Regions from separate parts of the Mus musculus genome. Here regions 2 and 3 are each linked to region 1. A link is a contact called in public HiChIP or PLAC-seq and promoter capture Hi-C data. All regions are on one chromosome and are shown on one strand. Each heading gives the region's core, a stretch centred on a gene start, on an enhancer-like site or on the middle of the called end of the contact. The rest is flanking DNA. Distances are from core to core; before and after follow the strand shown.

Region 1 (4,962 bases), core at 1,752-4,251:
TTTTCCAAACTTGAGCAATCAAAATTATGTGTAGGGCTCTGGTTTCTTCCAGAAATAAAACATGACTTGCAGGAAAGGGAGAGCATGCTCCATCCAGCCTTTGGGAAACAAGAAGCCTCATGTGCTCTCTCCATCACTTAAATCTTACTAGAGACAAGGGGAAGTGCCGTGCTAGACATAGGATCCATGAACGGAGATTTACTCCACACGGCTCATCAGTTCCTTAAAGACCTCTGTTGGTTCAAACAGAACTGTCAGAATCCAGTAGGCTCAGGGTCACCCAGGAGGATGGGGGTTGGAGGAGCCAAGCCTGCTACTGAGGTCACCTTCCAACAGCTCCAGGGAGAGTCCAATCCAAAGTTTTGGCCTCCTGCTGTGAGTAACAAAATTTCTGGCACGGAGCCTGAATTTCTAATTCATTATTGAAGCCAAGGACTGAGTTAAACCCAAACCCAGAGTCACGGACACTCAATTACTGATAAGCAGAAAAGTAAGAAAGCAAAGCATACAAAAGGAAACTCTTCCAGGCCAGGAATCTTCCAGTTCAGGTGTGAGGCCAGCACACTGCCCCAAATTTTATATCCTGCTTTCGGATCGTTACTCAGCCAGGCAAAGGAGAGGTAGCTAACAGCTGCCTAGCCATGACATTACTCAAGGGCAGGTATCCACTTTAGGAAGGAGGCACAAATGTCACATGGATTATCTTGAAAATTTAGAGAGGACCACCCATCAAATAACATCCAAACCCCAAAGTTTACCATGAGAATTCTGCTGCCATTCCTAAAGATGCAAATTCTAAGAAATTTATACCTAGCTGTCAGCAAATGACCACAGCCCATTATGTCCTAGCATGGACCTAGCATGTCTTCAAATCGCAACATAAAATGAGTTCAAGAAAAGCCCATTTTCTATTAGCTTATATTAGTTTTTAAAAGGTAAATCCTAACTTTTTCTTTATAGAGTGTTCTTTTTTTCTAAGTCAGTATTGTTACATCTTATCTGAAGTTCCAGTTTTTGGAGAAAGCTTACTACTTTCTCACACTGAAAAAAAGACGCAGTATCCTCCGATTCTTACCGAATCTCCATTTTATGTAACAGAGTTCCTACTTTTCTTTACCTTATGAAGACGGGTGTTGCTAATGATGGGGATACACACTATGAAGTGTCATTCAGCAATTCCGTTACTGCACTCATATCACCATGTGCGCATATACTAACCTAGAAAGAGTTTATCACCTGAGTGGCCTCGCAACACAGTTAACAAGCTCCATATACGTGAGATGCGTGAGGTTGCTGCTGGCATAGCAGAGCATATTGCCTTACAGCAAGCAATCTAAATAGCAACACTAAGACCCTGGCCGAAGCATAGTCTTCTACATAAACAAGTAAGAGACGCTTCTCCTTCTTATTGTTACTGGGCTGGGGATGTGCTTCAGCAGGAGGCTGGCATATCTGAGACCATGGGCTCCATTCTCAGAAACCCCAAGAGTAAATACCATGCACTACACCTAACGGGATGCAATAACTCTTATAAAGCTAGATTAGACTGTTGACATCAGAGATTCATTACAAGGTTACAGGGATGACACCCCTAATGGGAATTTTTCAGTTCCTATTAGGACCACCTTCACATATGTGGTTTGTCTTCCATCAAAACATTAGTGTCTGGCAACTGACTACAGACTAGTTTGATCTGTAGTCGTCTAAGCCACTAACAGATAACATAAAATGAACAGTAGAGGCAAGCTGGCTGCTGCCCTAACTGCCCTAACTCCACAGGCACGTTCCTTCTCATTCGCGCCTGTTCTTGCACACAGTAGTTCATAAACTGACCAACCTTCTTCCCTCTTTTTCTTTTCTCCCACACACCCCTGCTTTAAAAGCAGTAAATCCATAGTCAAGAACCTGGAAATCTCAGGCAAACACCATCTTCACGGTCCCTCTCTGCTACCTGCCTTGCGCATCAAGTGAACTTCTGCAAGGGCCATTTCTGGACCTCCTTCCTGGTTCTAAAAGTCGGCTAAATGTTGTAGAGGAGAGAGAAGGCATCACTCTTTTCTTCCACCCCCATATAACGAGCTACAGAGAGCGCCTGACAATTTAGGTATTTAAGAAACTTTAAGTTGGTCTCCCATCGTGCAATTTGTTGCCTGAGACAGCTAGAGCCCAAACACCAGGTCACTGCTTCTCAATTACCGATGGACCAGCCTCGCAAGTGCACAACAAAGTAGCAGAATGGTGCGCAGGCAGGGACGACCTTGACACAGAAGCAACAGGCTTCTCCGCCCCAGAGAGAGGTGTCCCAGTTTTCAACAACTAAGTGCAAACTGATAATACAACCAGAGATCGCAAGGACGACTTCACCAGTCACAGGAGGGACCGACGCGCGGCAACAACGCCAATAGGTGCTCTCAATCAAGCATGGTCCCTGGCTTTCCCAGGGGCACTGAGAAGGGGGCTCAGACACAGGCTGGGGTCGCCTCCCGATCCGGTTCCCCTCGTCAAAAGAGGACGAAGGCGGGAAGCACGGCGGGCCCAGGCATCCCGCTCTCTGAGTACGTCAAAATTTGGGGCGGCAGCTGCACCCCACTAGCACGCTGAGTTCGGTGCGGACCACCGTTCCCGGTCCGAGTGCGCCGCAGAGCAGTGAGACTCTGGTGTGGCTTTCTGAGCGCGCGCCTGCATCGCAAGCATCGGCTCCGCTGTGTACCGGCCGCTGCACGAGGATGCGGATCCCTTCGGCCCGGCTCGGCCCTCCTCGGCCCAGCTCGGCCCCCCTCGGCTCCGCTCGGCTCGGCTCCCCTCCCCTCAGCCCTCTCCCACGCCCTACTCACCTGGGGAGTGGGAGGCTCGGCTCTCTGAACGCTGAGTTCAGGATGCGGGCTCCGGCAGCCCGGTGCAAAGCGAGCCGGGTAGGACACCCCAGCGCGCGTCCCTCGGCCGCTCTTTGTGTCTGCCGGCCGCGCTCCCCTGGGCTCCCAAGGCCTCTGGGCGCCGCCCCCTCGTTCTCGCGGGGCCTCCCCAGGGAAGGGGCGGGGCTCCTTGGGGGCGGGGCTTGGACGGGCGGGGCGAGGAGGCAGGCGGAGCTGGGCCAGGGGCCTAGCTGGTATGGAAGAGGAGGATGCAGGATGACTTCAAGGCTCTGGGAGACAGGGTGTTAAAAACAAACAAACAAACAAAAAACTAACAACAACTAAACTAAAAAATAAGAGACTCAAGTACTTTCAAGTGGAAGAATTCCACAGAGTGGTAGGCAGCCAGGAACCAGTAAAAAGCCCATACTGTACTCTGATGAACCATATACTTGGGCTGTATCCCTTTTCATGTGTCATAACTTGCCCCAACCAGTGATGGACATGACATGCCTACACCCTGTGGCAGAGGTGTAGCTGTGGGGCATATAACCAGGGCCCTGCTTCCCTCTAGATTATAACCTGAGGTTCCCAAAGTGTGGTATGCCATAGTCGCCACTGTGCAGAGTGTATTTTATCAGGACCAGGGAGATGGCTCAGTTTGTAAAAGCACTTGCCTTGCTAGCCTGATGACCTAAATTCAATCCCAGAACACATGTAAAGGTGATAGGAGGTGCTGGAGAAATGGCTCAGCAGTGAAGAACACTGGCTGTTCTTCCTGAGGACCCATGTTCAATTCTGAGCACCCACAGGGCAGCTCACAATTATCTGTAACTCTAGTTCCAAGGGATCCAGTGTTGACTTCTCCTCAGACACCAAGAGTGCATGTGTTGCATAGATATACATAGAGGCAAAGCACCCATACATATAATTAAAAAAAAAAAACCTTAGAAAAATCAACTCCACAGAGCTTTCCTCTGACTACACACACACACACACACACACACACACACACACACACACACACTGAGACACATGCCGTTCTGAACACAGACATATAAGCATCATGCACACACACATTCACACAATAAGTTTTAGAAATATTTTTAAAGACTATATATTCTCTAAATCTCCTTATACTCTGGGTTTTCCATGTACTGTTAGAGAATGAACTTAGAGTTAGATGATGAGATTCACAGGGCCATTCACTGGATGTTGGACTTTGTGCCACCCAGTTACACAATCTGGGAGATCTTCACTTTGTTCATCTGTGAAATGGAGATGTGAAAGACACTTTTTGCAGGGACATGAACTAATTGATCCAGCCAAACCAGCAACCCAAATTAGCCATCACAGCAGTGGCTCCTAGCCAGAGAGGAGCGGGGCGGGGCATGTTACTCCATCCCCCCCCCCCCCCCGACCTATAGCAAATAGCTGAGGTAAGAATAAAGAAGGGGGAATAGGGTTTCTATGGACTTGGAGTTTTAGAGATTTCAACCCAGGGTCAATTTATCTTTGTTGCTTCTGAGCTTGTGGCAAGTCACCACATCAGAGCTGGAATGAGAGTCAGAGACAGAGAGAGAGACAGGGGCTGCCAGATTCCCTTTAGGGACACCTCCTCAATGACTAGAAGACCTGATTATAGATTCCAGTCCACACCTCCCAACAGCATCACATTCTGGTGGGTCTTCTTTTTGTGAACGTTTCATTTGTTTGACTTTTAAAGGTTACACACTAACGCACTAATTTCGTTAGTGACACAGGGGTGGTGGTGGAGGAGTGCATGCACTTCATGGAGTGTACCCTTGTACAGCAAGTGCTTTTATCAGCTAAACTGGCTCCCAGGCTCCAGAAGATTGTATGTTTTTAAACGTAATTACTTCCCATCCCCCTCCCCCCAAAAAACCATAAATGGTAGAACACTGTCTCCACCCCATCACTAAAGGAATGGCATTTGGATCAGGTTTCTGAGACTACCTGGTTTCCCAAATAAAGAAAGTTACCTTTCCAGATAGAGATATACATTCTAAATATTCCCAGCAAGGCATTTTGAAGGGCAGATTACACTTGCCTTCCCAACAAGAAAAGCTGCATTGTCATAGGAGGAAAT
Region 2 (4,962 bases), core at 1,023-3,522, 2.3 Mb before region 1:
ATAGGTCTAGTTTGGGGTTTCAAATACTTATATACTTATAATGGATCATATGAAGTTCTACATATTCTTCTCCTAAGCTTTCAGAACCAAATATGACTAGAAACCTCCCAGTCCTGAGTGCAAAGGACACTTAACCTGGCTAAGACTCTTAAGGTATTTATTCATTTAAGCTAGTGACCACACTTTTGGCTCTGAAATCCCATAAAACTCAATCCATCTGCCCTTCTGCTTCTTTGATAAGAGGGACTGCCAGCTCTGATAAGTATGTGGATAATCATGCCACAGCCATTTCCAACCTCCACAGGTCTAAGTATTTTATAAACTCATTGATTATTAATCACAAGACACACTGGATTATAGCAGAAGAAACTGAGGCCCAAAGAAGCAAAGCTAACCTTTTCCAAACCCCACGGTAACAACCTGGACTGCTGTTTCTAAGTGACTCCACACAAACTGAGCGTGGATGGGAAATGAAAGTCTTCCTACCTGGCCTGCCACTGACAGGGCAGCAACGGCCCAAAAGATGTTTCTTCAGAAATAAAGATTCCTCAAAATCCTTTCCGATGAGTGTCTCAAGATTTGACATAGTTTCCTCAAAACAGTGCTCCTCTTGACCAAAATTAAATGTCCATAACTGGCTCAAGGAAGCACATCCCGATGTGGAATGTGTATTAACATCATCTCCCAAGGTGAGCTACTCTGCCATTAAATTTCACACAGACTGAATGCAATCCAGTGTGTGTTTTGTGACTCAGACAAGAATTAGTCTTTGGCACTTGCAATGCTCCTTGTCCCTTTGAAAGAGGAAGCAGTATCTATAACTTACACCTACACTTCCAAGCTTCATATTACATGAGAAATTTAAGAACTAGCAGAGACAAATGCCCTTAGGGGTCTCCAAGCATGGTCTCCTTCTCTATCTTGGCAGACCATGGTACCATAAACTGTATCAATGTGACTCTAAGCATTTCCTGGAGATGCAAACATAATGGGGCTCAATTAAACTATTATATAATAATTAATGTAATTAGTAGTCAGATGAATGAAGTAAAAATAAAAGTCAAAGTTCACTGGGTACATTTTCAGCACTTAAGTGTCTATACTGAATTTTTACAGAAACTGCGTCTCACAATGCAGCAGTTTAGTATGTACCTCTAGTCCCTCTCGATAATTAAAATCTGTTCTTGGTACAGATCTTTCACTTTCAAATGGGAGAAAAAAAAGAAGAGGCACACGTAATTTCTACCGCTGTCATAAACAGCTGAATCATTCGCATAATCAACAGCCCAGAATTCTTCCACAAGCTCTCAGGGCAGGTTTTGCTTTTTGAAAGCTCAGAATGTAAACCAAACCCTTCCCTACCAAGATATGTAAGAATTAACAAAATCACGGGATTCCCAAAGGATACTCTGACTTTAAAAAGGAGCAATGTTACATACAGTTCATCAAACGGGAAGCCTGAACTACGGATACAAGTCACTCTGGCAAATGAAAAACACACCAAGGAGGATATGATTTCAAGGCCCTTGAGCCAAGGCCAGCGGGCAAGTGCCCGGGATACAGGGGCGCAGACTTCGCGCTCCCCACGAGCCACCAGCTGCTGCCAAACTCCAGGTTGAATTCCAGAACCTCACAGTCCTGGCTCCCCCGGGGGATTTACGGGCCCAACCAGGGGAAATGAATAAATCTGGTCCACCAGGAGGGGTGGCATCCTTGAAGAGGCAGCTTGGCGCGGACCCTGGAGCTAGCACCGGACCGTTGGCGACGCATGGGACTTGGGGGACCACAGAGATCTCCGAGGACGCGTAGGTGTTCTGGGTTGTTTAAGGGTGCCTGGGGATTGTGAGCTAGAGGTTCTCCGGGTGTGGGTGAGGGGTGTCCAAGGCCTGAGGATCCCCAAAAGGTTCTGGGGCTTGCAGTGTGTGCTGACTGGAGAGACACCCCAGACACGGCCCAAGGGATGCGATGAGGCCCTGGATGCTACGGGACCCAAAACAGAGCGTGGGCCACTGGGAATCCCGTAACCCTAAGCAGTTGCGCGGGGTACTCTGCGGTGGCAGCCGGCTGGGCAGGGGATCGGGCACCAAGACCCCTAAGGGCAAGACCTCTGGCGCTCACCCGAACAACCCTCGGAGGAAAGAGTGGGAAGCCTTCACTCGCTTCTCGGCCTCCGCCATAAGCTGGACCGCTTCTCGCTCCTTCCCTGCGTTGTCCATGTCACCCGCTGCAGCCAAAGCCTCCTCTGCTGACTAGCTAGGCTCCCGGGACGACTTAGCCCTCCCTCCAGCAGGTGCGGACACGCAGGCGCGGCACGCGTGGCCTTTCGGGATCTGTAGTCCTACATTCCACCTTAATGCCAGTTTGTCAGAGACCACAACTACAGTTCCCAGCAGGCTGCTGGGCAGGGCCGGGCGTTCTCCCGGACTCCCTGGAGGAGGGGGAAGGGGCGTGGCCTTCTGGAGGGGTCTTGGGCCTTGGACCCTTGGAGGTAGACTTCAAGGTTGAGAGAGAGAAAGAAAGAGAGAGAGAGACAGAGATAGAGACAGAGACAGACAGAGAGAGGGAGACAGAGAGACACTCTACAAGCAATACTGCAAAATTTAATCTAATGCAGCAGTTCAGCTCAATTTAGTCAACCATGTGGTGCCCCACCTCCCAACTCTGCCAGAAAAGCAGCAACAGCTGGCCTAAAGAGCTATTTTTAATTTCTGACAGCAAGACATTAAAAATGCATCATCATCCCCAATATAAATTCAGAGTTGATTTTAAGCGTCCCCAAACTACAACTTTCCATTTGGTCCTCTTGTTTAAAAATGGATTGCATATCTTTCCTGTAGGCACAATCTACTCTTGTTATTGACTGAATTCTATTAAATGGCTATAAGCCAGTGAACTCTCTTATGCTTTACATAATGCTGGCTATAGTGGGTGGATCTTGACAAAATTCCTGTCTGCCAGGAAGACTTCTAATCTACTAAATATCCATAGATAGATGCAATCCTGTGCCAGTGACTTCTAGGCCTGTCCCAGAGGGAGGTGTTTTTTAATACAATGTCTAGACCATTTATGCTTGGCAGTGCTACTTCTTAGGTGGTGCAGCAAATAGAATTACTGCCAAATGAGAGTTTCTGATGATTTAAAACTCTTCATGAATACGCTGTAGGAACTGGCAAGCAGAATTTGTCTAAGAAAATGAAGCCTGTTTTCAGAGAACATAGCAAGAGCGTTTAAACTCCTGGAAACAAGCTACCAAAACTGATGTCACAGTGTGGCATGATCCAACCATAGCAGGATGCTCTCAAGATAGAGGGGAATATCGGCTCTTGGTGCATAGTTTTTTTTACAACTACTATGAGCTTGTTTTTTTGTTGTTGTTTTTTTTTTCACTTTGGAGAACTGATTTGCAAGTTTGGAGCAGGAGGGTAGACGGAGGTAGGAAATTGGAGGTGGCAGTGGATGTTGGATTGAAGAGAGAAAAATTGCAAAAAGTGAACCAACATTGGCATTTGAAAAGGAGTCAGTTGGGGAATTTGGTGGATTGAGTCAACTCCTAAGCATCATGGGCAGCAGCAGTGTGTTGATCAGAGCAATTCCCAACCCTGGCTGAATGGAACAACTCTGCAGGATAGTCAAGAAATATTGATCCCTCTGCCACTAGTCTTTGGTGTCCAGATCTCCACTCTACCCTATTCTGGAGTTAATCATTCTAAATTCTAAAGCTTTGGATGAAAAGGAACCAGAATACATTCTCCCAAAGCACACCTCAAAAACCAGACATTTCACTCATCTGCCTTTAATGGATGCTCATTCATTCAGACTGTGGCACCTACCTTACAGTGGCTCTGGGCACATCCTATTCAATGGACATTCCGGATACATTCAAGCTGAGTGAATACAAAGAAGAGTAGATTAGAAGGTTAAAGGCCCACTCTCCATATCAAACAGTCCATAGAGGTTATCCCACCCAGCAGGACTCAGTTATTCGTGGGTTCGAGGGGGACTGCAAACCTGGGCGGAAATGGGAGGGAGAGAAAGGAGAAGCCGAGACCAAGAAGGGATTCCTATCAAGGTCTCAGTTTATTAGGCAGAAACAGTGGTTCTTAAAGCATACATCGAGGGGAATAGGGAGGGATTGAGGGGGAATTAACAAAGAACAAAGAAGTGGGCATCTGGGGACATGAAGGCCGAAGTCAGGCTCCAGGTGGCAGGCATTCTTCGTCTTATCTCCGGAATTCGAATCCTCCTTAACAGCCTTGGGTGTCAGTCCGGGCTCAGCAAGTAACTCGTGTCCTTGGATGTCATGGGAATCAGGAAGAGATAAGGAAGAATTCAGCTTTTACAGCCTCAGGTGCCAGAAAGGGAACAGGGAGAAGGAAGTGATGAGCAGCTCCTAGCACAAGGTCATTTGGCTTGTCAGGGTGGGAGACTGTGAAAGGCTTTTTCTCACGGTATGGTCTCCAACATAGAGGCATGACTGAACTCATCTGAAATCCCCAGTTCTAACAGAAAATGACGTTCGTGAGTAGAGGATGTGGCCATCTGCCTGTTGCTAGAGTTGTAGGTAGAGTAGGGCCACCTTTTATAACCAAGCCTCAACAGTAAAGAATGGTGTGACACTTTTCTACACCGAAGCAAAGAGGTAAAGCTAGCCTACATACAGGGAGGGGAATTGGATGATATTTCTTGATGAGAGGGACTCAACCTTGTTTATTTGTTTGCTGTTTTGTTTTGTTTTTTTCTGGGACAAGGTCTCTCTGTAATACTGGTTGTCCTAGAGCTTGCTACATAGGCCAGGCTGACCTTAAAGGCAGTTTTAAGCCACCACAGATAGGTTAGAGGAAGTCAGTCAACAGCCTGGTCCACCCTGGTAGTGCTGACCATGTTGTATGTCTGGAGACCCCCAAGCTGAGAAATAGAATCACCTCTGGTGACCCTTCCTACCCTAAGGAGTCTGCTAGGGTA
Region 3 (4,962 bases), core at 1,669-4,168, 2.1 Mb before region 1:
TGCAGTTGCTTCTAGCTCAGTAGGGATAACTGAACATCAATAGCCCAATTCCCAGGAAAAATTAATTCAGCAATTAATCATGTGCAAATAAACCCCTCCCCTATAGGGATACATATTTGCATTGGCATGAACATACATGTGCCCAACACCTGTATCCATTTATGAATCACCATTATTAACTTTTGCCTGCACGATTGCCCTTAGGCTGATATCAAGTACCTACCCTCATCAGATGGGGCTGGTCATGGAAAGGACAGTCAGTCAAATTTGTCTGGGACTTGGTACATGTAGTTCGGCCCATCTCCACATCCAAAAAATAGTTCACTCCAGCCACGAGCTACAGTGAGAAGAGCAGGATTGAACAGTGCAGTCAAGTGACTTCCACACAGCTGCCTTCCATCACAGACCCGAAGTGTTTACCTAGGACTTATGCCTGGATTCATAGGCAGCCAGAAATCTCACCCACAGACAAGCGCCCCAGGCTCTGTTGGCAATTGTTTTATTCTGAGCAACTCTGACAAGTTGTCATATGTAGCTGACTAAGAGGAGAAGCAGAACACAAAAGGCAGAAGCTAGCACTGACAAACCTTTCTGTGAGTAGGGAAGGCTGTTCTAGGAGCCTAGGTTTGTTCTCTGAGCATAAGCAAAGGCTCTGGGCTGCAGTGTGGGATTAACTCAATTCTGCTGACTGTGGCTCCTCAGGCTCAGACACGACAGCACTGGTGGAGAGCCAGCCATTCCCCATACACAGCCTAGAGAGAACATATTTATTTACCTAGGACTCCTTCCTTTCAGGGACAAGAGGACATGGGATGCTTCACACACGGGGATGTTTCAAGTCAGAGGGAAGAGCACTCTTAAATGATTTCTCCTTCAGAGAGACTCTCCAGAATTTTCTCAAGCATGTCATTTCCCTGTAGGTCTTCCATTTGCAATTTAAGAATAGCACTTATCCCTCTCCCCATAATGGGGCACACCAGATCAACTTGTCAGAAATGGGAAGCACAAACTGAGGGACATAGGTCGGGGTGGAGGGGTACAGGGCTCTGTGTATTGATTGCCCCGCAGGACCAAAAACAGCTCTGGATTTGGGAGAATGTCCTGATTTTCCTACTAGTTAAAGGAGACCTGCAGACCAAAGAACCTACAACTCCTTATACTTTGCTCCATCTGTTGCCACAATTAAGAGGTGCACTGGCCCTCAAGGTCCAAGGCAGCTGGGAAGTGGAGTTTTCTCAAGGTTGATCCCAGCAGCAGGAGAAAAAAATGGAGCAGGATTTAACTCGTTTGTATTTTCAAGAGAAGGTAGAAATGAGCTCTACACACTGGCATACAACTCTTTGTCGTCTAAAACCTGGGCTTCCTTTGGGTCAACTTTGGGGCTTTAGCAGCTCCTGCAGCTAGCTCCTCTGTCAGAGTCTAAGTCTAAGGTAGTCTGTCCATCTACTCAGTGGGTGGAGGGTGATTAGAGCTATCTTGGGGGGTAATTAGCAAAACCCCTGAGGGATATCCCGAGGATATTCCAGGGCCACAAGAAGAGGGAAGCAAGGCTTCTTAGAACAACTAGACAGCACCTTCTGAGAAGACACAAGGGGACCTGCCTGGTGACCTGCACCAACATGACAGCCAAGAAACTCAGACACCAATCTACACAGTTATGTGTCCCTTAAGGATAGAGGCTCCTTCTGAGAAATGTGCCCTGGCCACACTGTGTACAAGCTAATACGGCTGCAGCATCAAGGGGTTGTTTAGCTTTGAGGTTCACCCATCACAAACCGAGTCATGGCTGAAGGGAGCCTGACTGTGTGGTACAGGACTGATCACCACAGCTGTCTGGACCATTCTACAGTGCTACCAAAACAGCAAGGCAGCACAGGCAGTGCTCAGAGAAAAAGACAGGCTGCCAGACTGGATAGAAATGGCCCTTGCTAGCAGAGTCCATAGTGGAGACCAGCAAACTGAGACTTTGAGTGAAGGACCTGAGTGTTCGTGGGTTCCCAATTTTCCAAATGGAATCTTGGGTATGTAGAGAATGCCCTTGTTTTCCGGAAGTGTTGACTCTGAAAGTATACACAAAAATAAGTGACTATAAACACACACCCACGTACACGTGCTCCTGAGTAGAGCAAGGAGATTGGAACATGGCCAAGTGTTTACTGGAAGGATGGGGTGAAATCTGCCGTCTGTCAGAATGAGTTTCAAGTAGCGCGATTAAGTGAAGCCAGATCATTAGCAGTTGACATTGACCCCAGGCGGCTAAGGGAGGTGAGCTCCGCCCAGGGAGCGTTTGACCTACATCCTTAGTACCTTCTCTGGGTGGCCTTTTGGAAACAGAGCTAGGAGGCCCACCCGCTGGGCTCTTCTGAGTTCCAGAATAAACAAAAGATGAATGTTAACACAATGAGTAGACCAGAGAAGAAAGGAAGAGAGAGGACCGCTCCCATAAGAAGCAAAGGTGTTGATTAACAACTGCAGATGCAAACCGCGCCCTAGCTAGGGGTGCCTGGGTGGGAGCGGCCTGGAGACGTCGGGAGAGCAGGGGACAGCAGGGACACGTACCTGCTTACGAGCTCTCACCACCTGTATGGCGCGGCTGTGGTACGCATCGTTGCTGCCCTTGTTGTACTCGCTCACAGCGAAGTCCAACGCTCGCCGCACGCCTTCCTCATTGGCATCTGCCTCCTCCGGGGCTCCCAACATTCGCGGGCCTTGTTTTGGGGTCGCCGCCCAGGCCACGGCCAGGACGGCCAGCAGGAACAGCAAGGAGCGCAGCGGGCTGGCCATGGTTGGCTAGGACAAAGGGATAAAGCTCCAACAAGACTCTGAGTTGGTGCAGAACAGACGCTGCTACTCCGTGCGACTTTTACCCAAATGCGAGCGTTAGGGACCCGCCCGCCTCTCCTGGCTCCTCCTTTTCCGGCGGCCACCCTCCCTTTTCCGTCTGCCCCCTAGCGGGCCCCGCCTCCTCTTCCGAACGGCCCCGCCCTCCCTCTGCTTCAGTCAGCTGCTAGTCTGTTCTTGCCTTGTAGGTCAGATACCTCTTAAAGAGCTGCCAGATTCCCATTCCCTGCTGAGCCTCCCCTCCCCCATCCCTGCCCCGCCTCTCCCTTCCTTCTTCACTCTTAGCTTTCTGTTCTTACCAGTTCCTCTTCTGTGCCCTTTTCCACAGCTTCCCCTTTTACTCCAAGTTCCCTGTTTCATGAAGTGTGGTTTCACCAGAGAAGTTGGTCATTGCTCTCTGGACCCTAAAATGCCAGTGACATCTGAACCCTGTTTCTCCAGAAAGGAAAAGGGCAACGAGTCTTTAATTTCCTGCATCTTCAAAGTTCAGCCTCGATCACTTGATGGAGAGCAGGGTCACTATGTGGGAATGCTCGGAGCAGGGCTATTATTTCATTTTCCTGAAGGCCCTGTCCTAAGATACTTGTCAAAGGAAAATAAATTGATCTTGGGGGAGTGGGGAAGTGTGCAGCATTCTGTGTAACTACTCATTATCCTTAAAGAAACCATCCTAGGCTTCTTCCTAGACCAGGCCACTCTAGGGCCTGGAGATACCACAGGAGGCCAAGCCCCGAATGGATATTGTAACAGGCTGCCCAGTATATCCATCTAAGATGAACCCATGTGTCTTTTATGCTTCCTAGTAGACAGGTTAAAAACTACGGTATGAGGCTGGGTATGATGGCGCATGTATTTAATTCCAGTACATGGAAGGCAGAAGTAGGTAGATCTGTGTTCAAGACCAGCTTGGTCTACATCTCTGGTTCCAGGCCAGCAAGGGCTACACAGTGAAATCTTAGAAGAAAAAGAAGAAGGAGGAGGAGGGGGAGGGGGAGAGGGAGAGGGAGGGGGAGAGGGAGAGGGAGGGAGAGAGGGAGAGGGAGAGGGAGAGGGAGAGGGAGAGGGAGAGGGGGAGGGGGAGGAGGTGGAGGAGGAGGTGGAGGAGGAGGAGGAGGAGGAGGAGGAGGAGGAGGAGGAGGAGGAGGAGGAGGAGAAGACAGGGCTACACAGTGAGACCCTCTTGTTAAAAAACAAACAGACAAATCAGTGATAACAAAACCCAAATATTGAAGTCTTTAATACGTTTTATTTAACCTATCAAATGTAATTTCAATATATAATAATAACTCTTAAGGAAACAGATTATATTCCTTAATGTGTATAGTAATCCTTTAGAGTCTGTGTATATTTGTAACATTTAGGACCAATGTTCACTCAGTCTGACCCCCCTTTCCACATCTGCTAACTGCTGATGCTGGTGGCTATAGTACTGCATAAGGTTTAAGCTTTAAAGTTTAAGGTTTGTGCTAGTGGTAGTATGGGAGGTGATCAATAATTAAGATCAGATGATTATAATGCTCTGTAGAAAGTGAGATAGGGGGAGCAAGAGATGGGTGCCAGTAGATATTAGTTGAAAGATCCCTTTGGGATTCAAACAGTCGAGGAGTTCCACCTAGACCAGGGAGATAGCACCAGTCAGAGGGAATGACCCCTGCTTAGGTGATGAGGTCCAACAGGGCTTTTCTGTTTAGAAACAAGGAACACTGGCAAGGGGTAAGTTTACATAAGCAGGGAAGGGGTAGGGCCAGGACTCTAACTCTGGCAGCTGTGTGGATGCTAGAGGAAGGCTGGGGCTTGAGGGCTATGGGACAAGCTAGTGAGAGGGCAGGCAGCTGAGGATGAACATTCAAGCACAAGGTCTATTCGAGCTGCTCCCCTAAGGGAGCCTCACTGTGGGTCTGTGATTTCCCTCTGATTGGAAGGTTACATAGTTTCCACTGACTTACCAGGAGTGAGGTATTGTTAACATATGACTTATTTTATGTGTATAAAATAATTTCAATGAGTGCACACAAATTCAGCACATGTGGCTGACCTTGTAAAGTTCCCTGGTGCCTTTTTGGTCCGTGTTGGTGCCCACTGGACCCTTGCCAGTCCATCTGTCCCTGGAGGCTCATTTTT

Evidence for each region. Promoter capture Hi-C pulls out the DNA fragments that hold promoters and counts their contacts. HiChIP or PLAC-seq counts read pairs in DNA pulled down with a chosen protein or histone mark.
Region 2: a contact with region 1 is called in a promoter capture Hi-C map of hippocampal neurons, with 7 times the contacts expected there. The contact joins the promoter of Napb here to the promoter of Ninl in region 1. A contact is called at or near these places in 2 of 39 promoter capture datasets (hippocampal neurons and liver) and 1 of 115 datasets of contacts at active chromatin or transcription factors (astrocytes).
Region 3: an H3K4me3 HiChIP or PLAC-seq map of embryonic forebrain shows a contact between it and region 1, with 7 times the contacts expected there. The contact joins the promoter of Cst3 here to the promoter of Ninl in region 1. A contact is called at or near these places in 3 of 39 promoter capture datasets (cranial neural crest, hippocampal neurons and pre-B cells) and 2 of 115 datasets of contacts at active chromatin or transcription factors (bone marrow-derived dendritic cells and embryonic forebrain).

Annotation. Positions count from the first base shown.
Region 1 is chr2:151,006,397-151,011,358 of GRCm38.p6, forward strand. It overlaps Ninl (ninein-like), which reads right to left and starts at 3,002. Exons shown (of 24, transcript NM_207204.2): 1 at 2,835-3,002.
Region 2 is chr2:148,730,148-148,735,109 of GRCm38.p6, forward strand. Napb (N-ethylmaleimide sensitive fusion protein attachment protein beta) reads right to left here and starts at 2,273. Exons shown (of 11, transcript NM_019632.3): 1 at 2,119-2,273. The coding sequence starts at 2,216.
Region 3 is chr2:148,872,594-148,877,555 of GRCm38.p6, forward strand. It overlaps Cst3 (cystatin C), which reads right to left and starts at 2,919. Exons shown (of 3, transcript NM_009976.4): 1 at 2,560-2,919; 2 at 224-337. The coding sequence starts at 2,784.